2 separate regions of the Triticum aestivum genome follow, and region 2 is linked to region 1. The links are chromatin contacts, called in public Hi-C maps. All regions are on one chromosome and are shown on one strand. Each heading gives the region's core, a stretch centred on a gene start, on an enhancer-like site or on the middle of the called end of the contact. The rest is flanking DNA. Distances are from core to core; before and after follow the strand shown. Region 1 holds the start of LOC123051086 (nuclear pore complex protein Nup153). Region 2 holds the start of LOC123051092.

Region 1 (6,111 bases), core at 1,954-4,453:
TTTCCATTGTCATATGCAGAATAAGTTGTCTGGCCATTATTGTTTCCAGCACCTTGACCCATAAATAAATTATCTGAGCCTGCTGCCTTTAATCAAATTGGAAATTAATCAATGTCATGTGATAATTAGGTAAACAAGCAATGACAAGTAAAAAGGCCCACAAGTACATACTGAAAGTGGATAATTAGCATTTCCTGGATTTAGCCTTTTATTATCCCAGTCATTAGCAAGCTCCTCTGATGCCAAACGCTTATTACCTAATGCTGAAACAAGAAGATTTTTCAGTATAACTATTAGAGTACATGCTGATCCTAGTTGCAAAATGTAATGAGAGTTTTGTCACTGTGATACTACATGAGCACAAGAAAGAATGTGTAATGTGGCTAAGTAAAAGTAAATGATAAAAACTAAGTTACATAAATCATTAATGCTACAACAAGAAGAGATTTCGGGATAACTATCGGACTTCATGTTGTCAATCACAAAATGTAACAACAAGGCCACTGTAATACTACATGAAAAACACAAGAAAGAATGCATAATGTGGTTAAGCAAATAAACTATGGAACTAGGTTAGATAAATCACTATGGCAGCCAAGCCAAGAGATCCAGAAAACAATAACAAAAAACCAGAATATGGCTATTATCAACTTCTTTTTGAGAGTATTGCCGACTTGTGTTGATCACGGAGAAGTTGTACAAAGAAACATCTGCCTACAGTTACCCATTAATCGGCAGATGATAGATGTATCACATGTGAAAAATAGTACTTTTGAATGTGCATGTACTACTAGACTAATTAGCCTATTTCTAGTGGCAAAGAATAACACAACCTTTTGAAAAGGCAAGTATATCAGATATAGTTCCCTAATCACTGGAATTCAGGGGGGGTATTTTTTTCATCAGTTAAGAGTACAAGTTTAAAAAATGTAGGACATTAGAACAGAGATGTCTTACTTGAAGAACTATCTGCTCCTGTGGATTTCATGGTTGTAGAGGCCATGCCTGATGGGACAGGTGCATTACACTCTTTGCACTGTAAAAGATAAAATAACAAGGAATAAGGTCAATCACATTGTACACTCAATGTAGAAAAGGCATACTGCAGAGAAACCAAAACTAGAGTTCATGTCTAAGGTTCAGTGTGAAGTTGCTACACTATGTTGTTGCGTAACTTATTTTATAATCTATATCTACTGCAGAAAAACTAGCCACGAAGCAGAAAAAAGTTGGTTAACCAAACAGTAAAATACGAAAAAGCGAGTTGGAAAAGCTAGATTATCATAATCCACTGCAGTGCCAAACGAGCCTAAATAGGCAACAAACAACGGGGGAGGAAAGTTATCTGTGTAATATGCAAGTAAACAAAGAACAATTTTAAGAATAAATGCAGAATTCGATGAAGGAAATTAGATGACAAAAAAAGCAACAAGATCGGACATATTAAAGGCTCTAATGATGACGACCTGATAAGTGCAGTATCAGGGCTAAACTAGAGTTAGCCACAATCGGCATAATATACGTAAAGCCCATTCTTATTACAATTCAGAAGGCAGGACAATATTTACCAACAACCATCATTATTGAGAATTAAGATATGACAGACAAGACATGTGATCACCTGAGCACGAGATGAATAGTTATGGAATCCACAGCTGCAGAGCCAGTCACCACTACGCCAGTCCTTTGGAACACCTTGAAACTGATTTGTGCTGTTGCCGGCGAACGGCCAAGCAGACGATTGCATACCATATCTACCAGCCATCCCATAGGGCCAGTTTGCGTTTGCGAGTAGCTGCTGCTGCATAGCTGGATTGCCAAAGTTCATCTTATACCCAGCATTGGCAATCTCCTGTACCCTGGCCATATAATCTGCATAGGCTGGCATCATTCCTCCCATTGATAACTGCGGCATCGCTGCTTCCTCCTTGGGCAGGTTGCACTTCTTGCAGTTCTTTCTGGATGCATAATTATTGTTACTGCAACCTATTCATTCATCCATTTGCCGCATAAACCAACCACCACCACCACCACCACCACACCAGGCAGCACGACAACGCACATCCGAAGTACACGCACACCAAGGCAACCAGCCATCCCGCACAACACCCAAAAAAAGAAATAAGCACACACACACTAGTCATTTACTCAGTAAAGCTGCTGGTACTTCTCTAATATCATCTACAAGCATACTCCCTCCGTCCGGAAAAGCTTGTCCCTCAAATGGATGTATCTACCACCAAGTTAGTGCTAGATACATCCATTTGAGGGACAAGCTTGGGACAAGTTTTTTCGGACGGAGGGAGTACATATACAATGAGTAAAATAAACATCAACAGCAATTAAGATTTTCCAGAACAAAAGGTAAGAAATTACTAGCACGGATCCCACATCCCACACATGTTATTTGGCACAAGCAAAAATCGCTTAAATAGCGTGTATTCACTTTTGAGTACCAACTCATTACCCAAGCCTCCAGACCCCAGAATTATATCACAACCATATACTGCAATTACTATGATCATAGGCTCTAACAAGGCCAAATACACCTAAACAGGATTAAGATAATCAAACAAAACATAAATGCTATAACCATTAAGCGGTTAAACCTCCGATGCAATGTGCCGAGAGAGATCACAAGCTTAAATTAACAGGGCCCCCGAGAGCCATCGGTGCCCATCTCGTATCACACCCTAGCCCATGATACAACACATCTCGAGCCTACGCCACCTCCAGGCTAGCTCTACCAGCCTGATAGGTTTCCCTCTCCACTTGATTTCAGCTCTACATAAGCCTAGATGGGGAACAGCAGAAACTAGAGGCGAGGTGTGGGGTGTTGGGGGCCGTACCGTTGCAGATCCAGTCGCCGGCGCGGGGGAGCCACTTGGAGTCGCGCGGGGTGTTGGGGTCGACGAGGAGGCGCGGCTGCTTGCAGCGGTTGCAGAGGGAGCGGAAGGCGTAGTTGCGGTTGCCGCAGCCGCCGCAGTCCCAGTCGCCCTCCCTCCCCCCGCCGCCGCCCGAGCCGCCCGACGAGGATCCCGCGCCGGCCATCGCTCCGCTCGCGCTCGCGCTCCCGTGCTCGCGCCGGCGGTGGGGATAGGTGGGGTGGGGTGGTGGCGGAGGTGACGGGGGATTTGATTCGGGAGTGGGGAGGAGATTTGGGGGTGGCAGCAGAGCACGGAAGGGATCCGGGGAGATGGCAAAGGTATATTCTTTCTCCCTACTCTTTGCCCCTGTCCCTCTCCGGCCTCGCCCGTGTGAATTTCCCTTTTCCTTCAGTCAAATCTGTAAAAAAAAATTACCCCAAACTTTTTGTTTTTTTTTTTAAGTTTAGAGAGCAGGATTTTGTACAGGTTGCTCGGGTCAAGGTTTCAAATTCAAATTCCTTATCTTTTCGTAATTTCAAGTATTAGCATTATTTTGTCTCTGGGACCGGCTGTCGGGTTGACAATCTATTTTCTCCCTTTTTCTTGTGTAGAGGCTTCAAAAGGACTCCCTCTGCGCACTTCCAAGATAATATTAATTTACAGAGGGAGTAAATCGCAAGATAATATTTTTCGCCGACTTCTTTTGCCGGCACAACCCAACATGTCCGACGATTGAACAAGCGCCGGTGCCGGACATGTTTGGTTGCCCTACGCATTTTGCCACACTTTTTATGCCACAAGTTTTGTGGTGGCAAAATTGGTCGTGGCAAAAGTTGGTTAGCAACAGAGTCTATAGCAAGCGGCGTATGTGACTAAGAAAGTGTGGCATGCTATGACTGTGGATACAACCAAACACTTTTCCGCACTTTGATAGAAAAGTGTGACAAGGCATGGATGCCAACCAAACATGTCCTTGGTTACACTCCAACAAACTTTCCGATAATGGCCTGATGCCACCACTTACTAAAACTTATTTGCAGATTCTTTGATAATTATAAGTATTTCTTTGTTTAAATCCTGAATCGGGAGGCTTTGTCGAATATAGTACAAAAACTAAATTGATAAGTTGGACTGTCATCATCTAATAATCCACCGTAATGCCAACTCTGCCACTCCGTTGTGTCATAATATGGATATTAATTGCAGTCTGATCTTGGATGAGCTCCCACAGTTGCAATGAACTTCTTTATTGGCTAGTTGGACTGTCAGAGTCATCACAGGATAATAACAGAATTTGCGACCGCTCAATCTGTTAACAGTTTTGAGTTCCAGTGCCAAGCTTCAAAATCTTTCTTTCTATTTTGAAAGAAAAAATTTGAACAATTGGAGGATCTGATGGCATCAATAAACTAGCAACCTACAAAAAAACTTAAAAGAAAGGGCGGAAAAAAAGAAGGAACGGTTTTAAAATCCCCTGCATTCACCATTTCTGGCCGGCGAACAAATGATCTCAAAGCCATGCAGCAGCTTGTCTCATACAGTAGCAGCGGCGGGGGCGGTAGCTCCTTCAGTTTGCAAGCTATTGTAGTAGTCAACAAGAACCTTCCACCCACCAGGGCACATGAAACCATCAGGAGGGTTCTCTCCAGTTTTGGCGAAAGTGCGCATCTGATTAATTTGTAGGGTCAGTTGTTAGCAGCAGACACTAGTCTCCAGTTTGCTAGCATGGACCATTGGTCTGCTGACAAATAAATGTGATAGAAACGCTTACCTTGGTTCCTGAGATGAACAGAAAATCTTGACTGCGTGAAGGTTCAAAGAAAGCCATCTTCTTGGCCACCGTATCATATGCTGCTACCTGGATCACATCAAAATGTATGTAACTATAACAGGAAGTGGCAAGAGATACGAATGAGTAACACACCCAAGAGATGATGAAATGCTGAACAAGTCTACAGGGCATAACACATTCAAAAGTGGGAACAATTGCTGAATTATCCAACAAAAGAAAAACCGGATGACTTTGACAATAAACATGGAAGGAGTATTATGTGCATCAAATACCTTGAAGGGCAATATGTTGAGTTTCTCCAGACCGGGGGCCATGCTTAGGACCTTCTTCCCATGGTCTGGGTTGTACAGATCTCTCTTCTCTGTCGGATGGCCCATCCCAGCTGGATCACGACCCACTATGTAGAAATTAGCACCGGCGTTAATTCGTGCCTTTGCATGCCACTGCACTTCTGCTGGACCAGCATAATGCATTGGGGAGGGAAATATAGACACGATAGTGGTCTCGGGGTCAAGGACTCCATCTTCTAAGACCTGTCATGCAGTAGGACTTAAGGTTTGCATTTTGCATTATCCCAACTGGTAAATAATCTGTGTAAACAAAATTATTACCTTGCTGTGTTGTTCCATTCTAACAGGCAGCGGGACATCATCAGCTTTTGTAAAACCACCCAAGGGGTGTAGCAGTAGAATGGGATTCTTGAAACCCATTTCCAAGAGACGCCTTCTAGTGTCATTCATCAACAGTGCATGCCCATTGTGGACTGGGTTTCTCAACTGGAATGCAAATACAGCATCAGCCCCACGCTTGTCGAATTCGTCCCTAAGTTGCTGGGGTGAAAGCCTGTAATGGTCAAGGCCATCGTTATACTTAATGGGTTGCAACACCTCCAGATCACCACCAATCAGCCAGTTTCCAGCTGGTGTTATCGCCTCATCGACATAAGGTAAGCCAGGCGCAGTTGTCCCCCATGTTCTTGCAATCCTTTCTTCTTTATTGTGAGGGTATATTTCGACACTGATAAAATGATAATGGACATATCAGTGAAAACCTCGTTAGAATTGGACAAAAAAGTAATACCACAAAGGACAAATTTCACTAGTCATTTAAGTGCTGTCACAACGTTAGTTAAGTTTCATCTAGCATATGATCATATATATGATTGGTTGCTACTACCGTACCAGTTAAAGCCACTTAAGAAGGGAACTGTTCTAAAGTGAATCATGACAGAAAATAAAACAGAGGGTAAAAATGACATGAATTTGTAAACAAAATCTTGACGCATCAAAAATCTCATCATGATTACTACTTCATGGTCCACAAGTAAATCCAAACAAAAAGCTTCTTATACATGTGAGGGATCAGCACATAAATGAGTTTTTGACCTTTTGTACAATCAGATTTATTATGAAGTTTTGTGGTTAGATAGCCCAAAATATGTATGTGTTGAAG
Region 2 (6,111 bases), core at 2,449-4,948, 180 kb before region 1:
ACTCCCGGAATAATAATATTCCCTCAATCAAAAGAAAAAACATACACGATGCGCCTGTCGTCAAGCTCGGTTTCTCCTCTCCCCGATTCCTCTCTCCAGTCTCCAGCCAAAGAAGCCTTCCCGATCTGAACTCCGGCCACCACCTGCAGCGCGAGGGAGCTCCGGCCGCCTCCCTGCACCGTCATCCTCGCCATCGCTGCCCCGCTGCAGACGGCAGCGTCATCCCGTTCCCGCCGGGACGCAGCCGGTGCCCTCCTCCGCTTCGGGGGCCCGGGAACGTCGCCGGCCTCCCCTCCACGACGGAGAGAGACTCGTCAGGCCGCGGAAGGCTGAAGGGGGCCTCGCGGTGGAGCGGGAGCGGACGCCGGCCGGCCGGCTGCTACGGGTAAGGCCAGTGGTACTGAAGCTTTTTCTGTGCCCGCATCGCCAGCTCAGTCGGTTTCCCACCGTCCACTGTCTCTATACTGAGATTTACATAGAGACTAAGCTTAGATCTACTGATTTAGACAAAAGAAAATCACATTCAACTTAGGTAGATCTTAGTAAAGAACAACTCTATTCTGCCATTTTTCTTCAGATCCGAGTGAATATTCAACAGAGGTTGGCTCGTAGGCACATGCCAGAGACTAAATTTACCCACCTATCCCCTCATTCCAAATTTAGTATATCGTCAAGCTAGCTACCAAATCATGAGCTGGTCAGCAAGATGCAATGCCGCATGTCGGAAATTAGAGGCACGAAGCAGGCCGTCACGTCTGTGCAAGCATGAAGCGCGCCACGCATACGATTTCCATGCTACATACCACCCCTCACTCTCCACAGCTCATCGAACTGCTCAATCAATTGCAATTCCATTGATTTTTTTTTCCTTCGTATTATATCAAGCATCAGCTCCATCATAGCACTACAGCCTACATTTGTTTTTCAGAACAGCACTACAACACCAGCCATACCTACTTGGCAGTCAAGTGACATGGAGGCCGAAAACAGCGAGGTGGCTGCTCTGGTCGAGAAGATCACCGGCCTCCACGCCGCCATCTCCAAGCTCCCGTCGCTAAGCCCGTCCCCCGAAGTCGACGCGCTCTTCACTGAGCTGGTCGCGGCGTGCGTCCCGTCGAGCCCGGTGGACGTGACCAAGCTCGGCCCGGAGGCACAGGAGATGCGGCAGGACCTCATCCGCCTCTGCTCGGCCGCCGAGGGGCTGCTCGAGGCGCACTACTCCGACATGCTCACCGCCTTGGACAACCCGCTCGACCACCTCGGCCGCTTCCCTTACTTTGACAACTACATCAACCTGAGCAAGCTCGAGCACGATCTTCTGTCCGGTCACGTGGCAGCCCCGGCCCACGTGGCGTTCATCGGGTCGGGACCGCTGCCGTTCAGCTCCCTCTTCCTCGCGACGTACCACCTGCCGGACACCCGGTTCGACAACTACGACCGGTGCAGCGTGGCCAATGGCCGGGCGAGGAAGCTGGTCGGCGCGGCGGACGAGGGCGTGCGCGCGCGCATGGCGTTCCACACGGCCGAAGTCGCGGACCTCACGGCTGAGCTCGGCGCGTATGATGTGGTCTTCCTGGCGGCGCTCGTGGGAATGACGTCCGAGGAGAAGGCCGACGCCATCGCGCACTTGGGGAAGCACATGGCAGATGGGGCGGTGCTCGTCGCGCGAAGCGCCCACGGGGCGCGAGCGTTCCTGTATCCTGTAGTGGAGCTGGACGATATCGGGCGTGGCGGGTTCCAAGTGCTGGCCGTGCACCACCCTGCAGGCGATGAGGTGTTCAACTCATTCATTGTTGCACGGAAGGTGAAGATATCACAGGAAATGAGTGCTTAAACTAAGAAAAAAGAGGAGCCTGGCTGCCTGTGCAAATTGTGTCTCACATTGATAATAACTGGATGATACCCCGCACATTGATGCGGATACTGGTTGCAATATGTTTCAACGATGTTTGATTGTAACATGAGTATTTGGCTTAATAATATCAGTATCAAAACTGAAAATACAAATGATTTATTGTATTTGATTATTGTATAGTTTTGTAAAATATTTATTGGACACAAGTAGCATAGAAGAATGGAAAATCTTTTCACATGCATGTTTGCATGTTGAGAGAAATAGATTAGTGGGGATCTCCTATTCAACTATTTAGGATTTACTGCTCCAACCTCGTTCATTATATGAGATTGACATGTTATAAGGAGTTTGAAAACCAGTTTAACACCAGGGCTGGATGATTTTTCTGTTGCTTTTTTTAAGAAACGTTGGGGGTTAGTTAAGCATCAGATTGAAGAGATGTTGGTTGGGAGTAGCTGTTTTACTAAAGTTGGGGTTAGTTAAGCATCAGATTAAAGAGATGTTGGTTGGTGATGTATGTTGGGAGCATTAGTAGTTGTTTCTACTAAAGTTAACTATGGAGTTTTGAGCATGATCCATTATATCAAGGGGCTATTAACATTCACATTAGGCACCCTCTGTTTCTAAGTGCAAGACGTTTTGGCAGTTTAGAAACAGAGGTGGTAGAATTTAGAAGGCCCCTGGTCTCTAACAACTTGAGGGGGGACACTTGTGTATGTTGTCACCCTGAAGATTTCCCAGCTTATGTACCTAAGCTTTTGCTTTGTTTCTTTGCAGGTGATTTGTCGCGGTTTTGTGATCTTTTTGGAATATTTTGCAAAAATGAAGAGCAGAATCTGAGCTGAAAGAAGCATGCCCGGCAGCACGCAGAGGATGGATGGGCACACGTTTGCTTCCCCTCGAGCCGCGTGGAGTCTCATGTGGCTCCCGTGTCTCGAGCACGGCCGTGATGATCAAGACAGCGAGCGTCGCTGCTCTCTCTTGTCGCGGCCGAATTCGAGTAGGAAGCGATCCCTGCAGGTGATTCCTCGGACGAAGGCAAGCAAGACGGGTCTGTGTTTCTCTACGGGCTGGGCTGGTCCGGGCGAATCTCCTGCCAATCAATCATGCATGCCGTGTCAGTGCGTTTTGCTTTGTCTCAGTTGCTTGTGTCAGCCCATCAATGTTTGAGCAAGAAACTGAAGTAGCCATCCTTGGACTGGAGCGTTTGAAACTTTGAATATGACTATGTACTCAACTCTCAAGCTGTTTATTTGCAGGTGACTTGTTGTGGGCGGTTCCGTGCTCTTCTGAAGGTGGAAAACACATATGTCAGGAAAGATTGTCCGGTGAGAAGGAACGCCGGAACGGCCGGCAGAATCCGAGTCAGAGGGAAGGGAAGCATGTTGCACGGCACGACAAAGGATAGGTTGATCGACGGCTGCTTCATCTCAAGCCGCGCAAATCCCTTCTAGCACGGTCGAGATGATGGGAGTTATAGGAGTCGGGGTAGCAGTATGTAGCTATTTGTTTCCTTAGTACTGATGATGAAATGCTGTCAAGCAGCTATCTTAGTTTTTGTGTTTGTATACTTGTACCGATCAATGCAACCAGTCCATGACATGTGTGTAAAACATGGGAGCACTTTCCCAAGTACTACAATAAAAGGTGACCTGGTCCTTCTGGAAGTGTATATTATTATTATTATTATTGTTATTATTTGGAGAAAATTGTACTGTACATGTATAGGCAGTCAGTTCAACTGTTGTTTTTTTTGAGGCAGTCAGTTCAACTGACCTGGTCGAATGGGCCCTGGTTCCGTTTTTGGCATGGCAACATCCAGGAAACTCGGCCCGGCCCAACCCAAAGTCGCCACCATTATCCTCGTCAACCGATCCAATTTCCATCCCCGTCCCAGCTCTCCACGACGGCCGACGACAAATATGGATGTCGCCGTCGCCGCCGCCCTGGTTCCCACCCGGACCCCAACCCTCCGTCTCCCCGCCTCCCGCCCCTCCTCCGTGAGGCCCCTCACCCCGACCGCCGGCCGTCCAGCTCGGCTCCTCTCGCTAGCCCGCCGCGCGCCTGTCGCCGCCGCCGCCCTCGGTAACTCTCTGGCCGACCCTTGTCTTTTACCCCTTTCTGTTCCTTGCGCTGCCCGCCTTCCATGAACTCGCTCGCTCGTGCCATTGGATAGCAATCCGCTTCCAGCTCCGCTCCAGTTACACTGTTGAGCTGCTGTGCCCACCTCTGAAATTCATTCCTGTCAGTTCCAAATTACAAGTGTTATAGCTATCACTATGACTATTTTTATCCCATTGAAATCAACTAGTTTATACTAGTTTGGTTCCGAGGTCGCGCATTATTGCTTGTCTCATATAAAGCGCCGATGGACATCAGCTAGTAGCTACTTCACCTGACCTGTATGTGGCAATTTATGGCCTTCAGTCATGGTGGAATGAGCGATTTATCAAAGGGTAGCAGATTTCAGTACCTGGTAAATTAAGCTATCTAGCTACTATGTGCTGAAAGTTATATATATGACCGATGGAGGCTCTAGGTTCACCCTCTTGATCTCCAGATGTCGAGTTCTTTCCACAACGATGCGTGCAACTAAGCTACCTTTTACATTTTCTTCTTTGTTGCTGCTAGGGGTATCGCAAGATACAGGGGTCACAATGCCCGGTGCCGACATTGTTACCCAGAACGATCTACTCATCGTCGGCCCAGGTGTGCTTGGGCGACTGGTAGCCGAGAAGTGGCTAAAGGTATGAATACCCGTGCCTAAAGAACCACTTTCTGACATCAACCTGTTTGACATAATCATGTCTTGGCTAATTAAGTACTCAACCTCGCCTTCTATAGGAACACCCAGGCTGCAAAGTTTTTGGCCAGACCGCAAGCACAGACCATCACAGCGAGCTAACCGATATTGGCATCATTCCCTCCTTGAAGGGATCCACTATCTCTCAAAAGGCTCCATATGTTATTTTCTGCGCTCCTCCATCTCGTTCTGATGATTACCCTGGCGATTTGAGGTAAGCAAGTGTGATTGTAATGATGGCTCCATGCAGTAGATTTGGTACCAATCTCCAGTTTGTGGTCACTGCCTGATGGCTGGGCAGTTTGGGCTGAGATCCCACATCCATGTGGAAACTGAATCCTTTGAAGTATGGAAGTTTAATTGCTGATATGAACCTTAGGGCACATGAACCATAGTGAACATTGGTTAAGATGAACACATTGACATAATGACATTAATGTTTGATGTATGTATGTATGGTCTTTGATGGTGGCATCAAATGTGAGTGAATCAAGCTGGTAGACAATCTGAGATGATGGCTGGTCAGATATTATGGAGATGGTCACTGTAGAAGTGCAATTTAATCTGTAGTAATGGATGTGTCAGATTTAATATTGGCAATGTCAGTATCATAGTGCTGTACGGAGTAGCCGAGGGAAATGTGTGGTGTAACATGCTTGATCCAGGACTTTCTGGTCTTTTGGTATTTGTAAATAAATTAGGTGATCTTATCTTGATTCTAATACAGCTACGTGTGTACATACTGCTATGGGACTTCATATTGTAATTTTTTTAGTTAAGTACTGTATTTTAGATGTGCACTGTGCTTGGAACAACTAACTCCACCAGGGCTAAGATTTTATGATTTACCAAAAACTGTTCGATGGACTAGTGGACAGTTTTTCTGTAAGGATCTGTTATTACTAGTATTATATGCAGATGGGTGCCACCAACCTTTTTTCTGATGTCAACACACCCCTGTGCATCATCAATTTGGTTAGTAGGATTTTTTCCATTGTTAATGAATTACACTAGCTTTGTAGGAAAAATGCAAAGTTCTGCATCTCAATGAACTGTTAGAAAGTAACTAGACTAGTTTCGCTGTGATACTGTGCAGTGTGCATCTATGATCTATCTTATGCTAAACAAATTGCATATCATGGGCATGTGATGTACCCTCATTTCAGAAAATGCATGCAGAGTGGCCGCCTCAAATTGGAACGGAGAAGGTTCTTTCCTGTTTACGTCGAGTACTGCTCTTTATGACTGTAGCGACAACAGATTGTGCAATGAGGTATTACTGCTAGACTGCATATTCTCATAGGTGTCTACCAGTTGTTGCTCTTTTGGGTGATAAAAGCTCCGCTAAATGAAAAGAGAAATTTACACGTCTAATATAGTATGCAGCTTCAGATTTGTTGTAGTTTGGGAGTACAAGCATTTCTTGCCTAGAAACACACAACTAGCTCCTAAT

The links. A called contact is a pair of places that touch in the nucleus more often than the background predicts.
Region 2: a contact with region 1 is called in a Hi-C map of leaf, with 4 times the contacts expected there. The contact joins the promoter of LOC123051092 here to the promoter of LOC123051086 in region 1. A contact is called at or near these places in 2 of 5 Hi-C or Micro-C datasets (both in leaf).

What each region holds. Positions count from the first base shown.
Region 1 is chr2D:12,910,673-12,916,783 of IWGSC CS RefSeq v2.1, reverse strand. It overlaps LOC123051086 (nuclear pore complex protein Nup153), which reads right to left and starts at 3,203. Exons shown (of 7, transcript XM_044473851.1): 1 at 2,850-3,203; 2 at 1,622-1,986; 3 at 958-1,036; 4 at 172-263; 5 at 1-86. The coding sequence starts at 3,051. It overlaps LOC123051085 (ATP sulfurylase 2), which reads right to left. Exons shown (of 5, transcript XM_044473850.1): 2 at 5,271-5,676; 3 at 4,932-5,192; 4 at 4,639-4,725; 5 at 3,917-4,535. The coding sequence ends at 4,401.
Region 2 is chr2D:13,090,061-13,096,171 of IWGSC CS RefSeq v2.1, reverse strand. It overlaps LOC123051092, which reads left to right and starts at 3,698. Exons shown (of 9, transcript XM_044473861.1): 1 at 3,698-3,940; 2 at 4,487-4,602; 3 at 4,700-4,872; 4 at 5,838-5,931. The coding sequence starts at 3,778. LOC123051093 (nicotianamine synthase-like 5 protein) reads left to right here and starts at 21. Exons shown (of 2, transcript XM_044473866.1): 1 at 21-385; 2 at 934-2,162. The coding sequence starts at 974. The coding sequence ends at 1,834.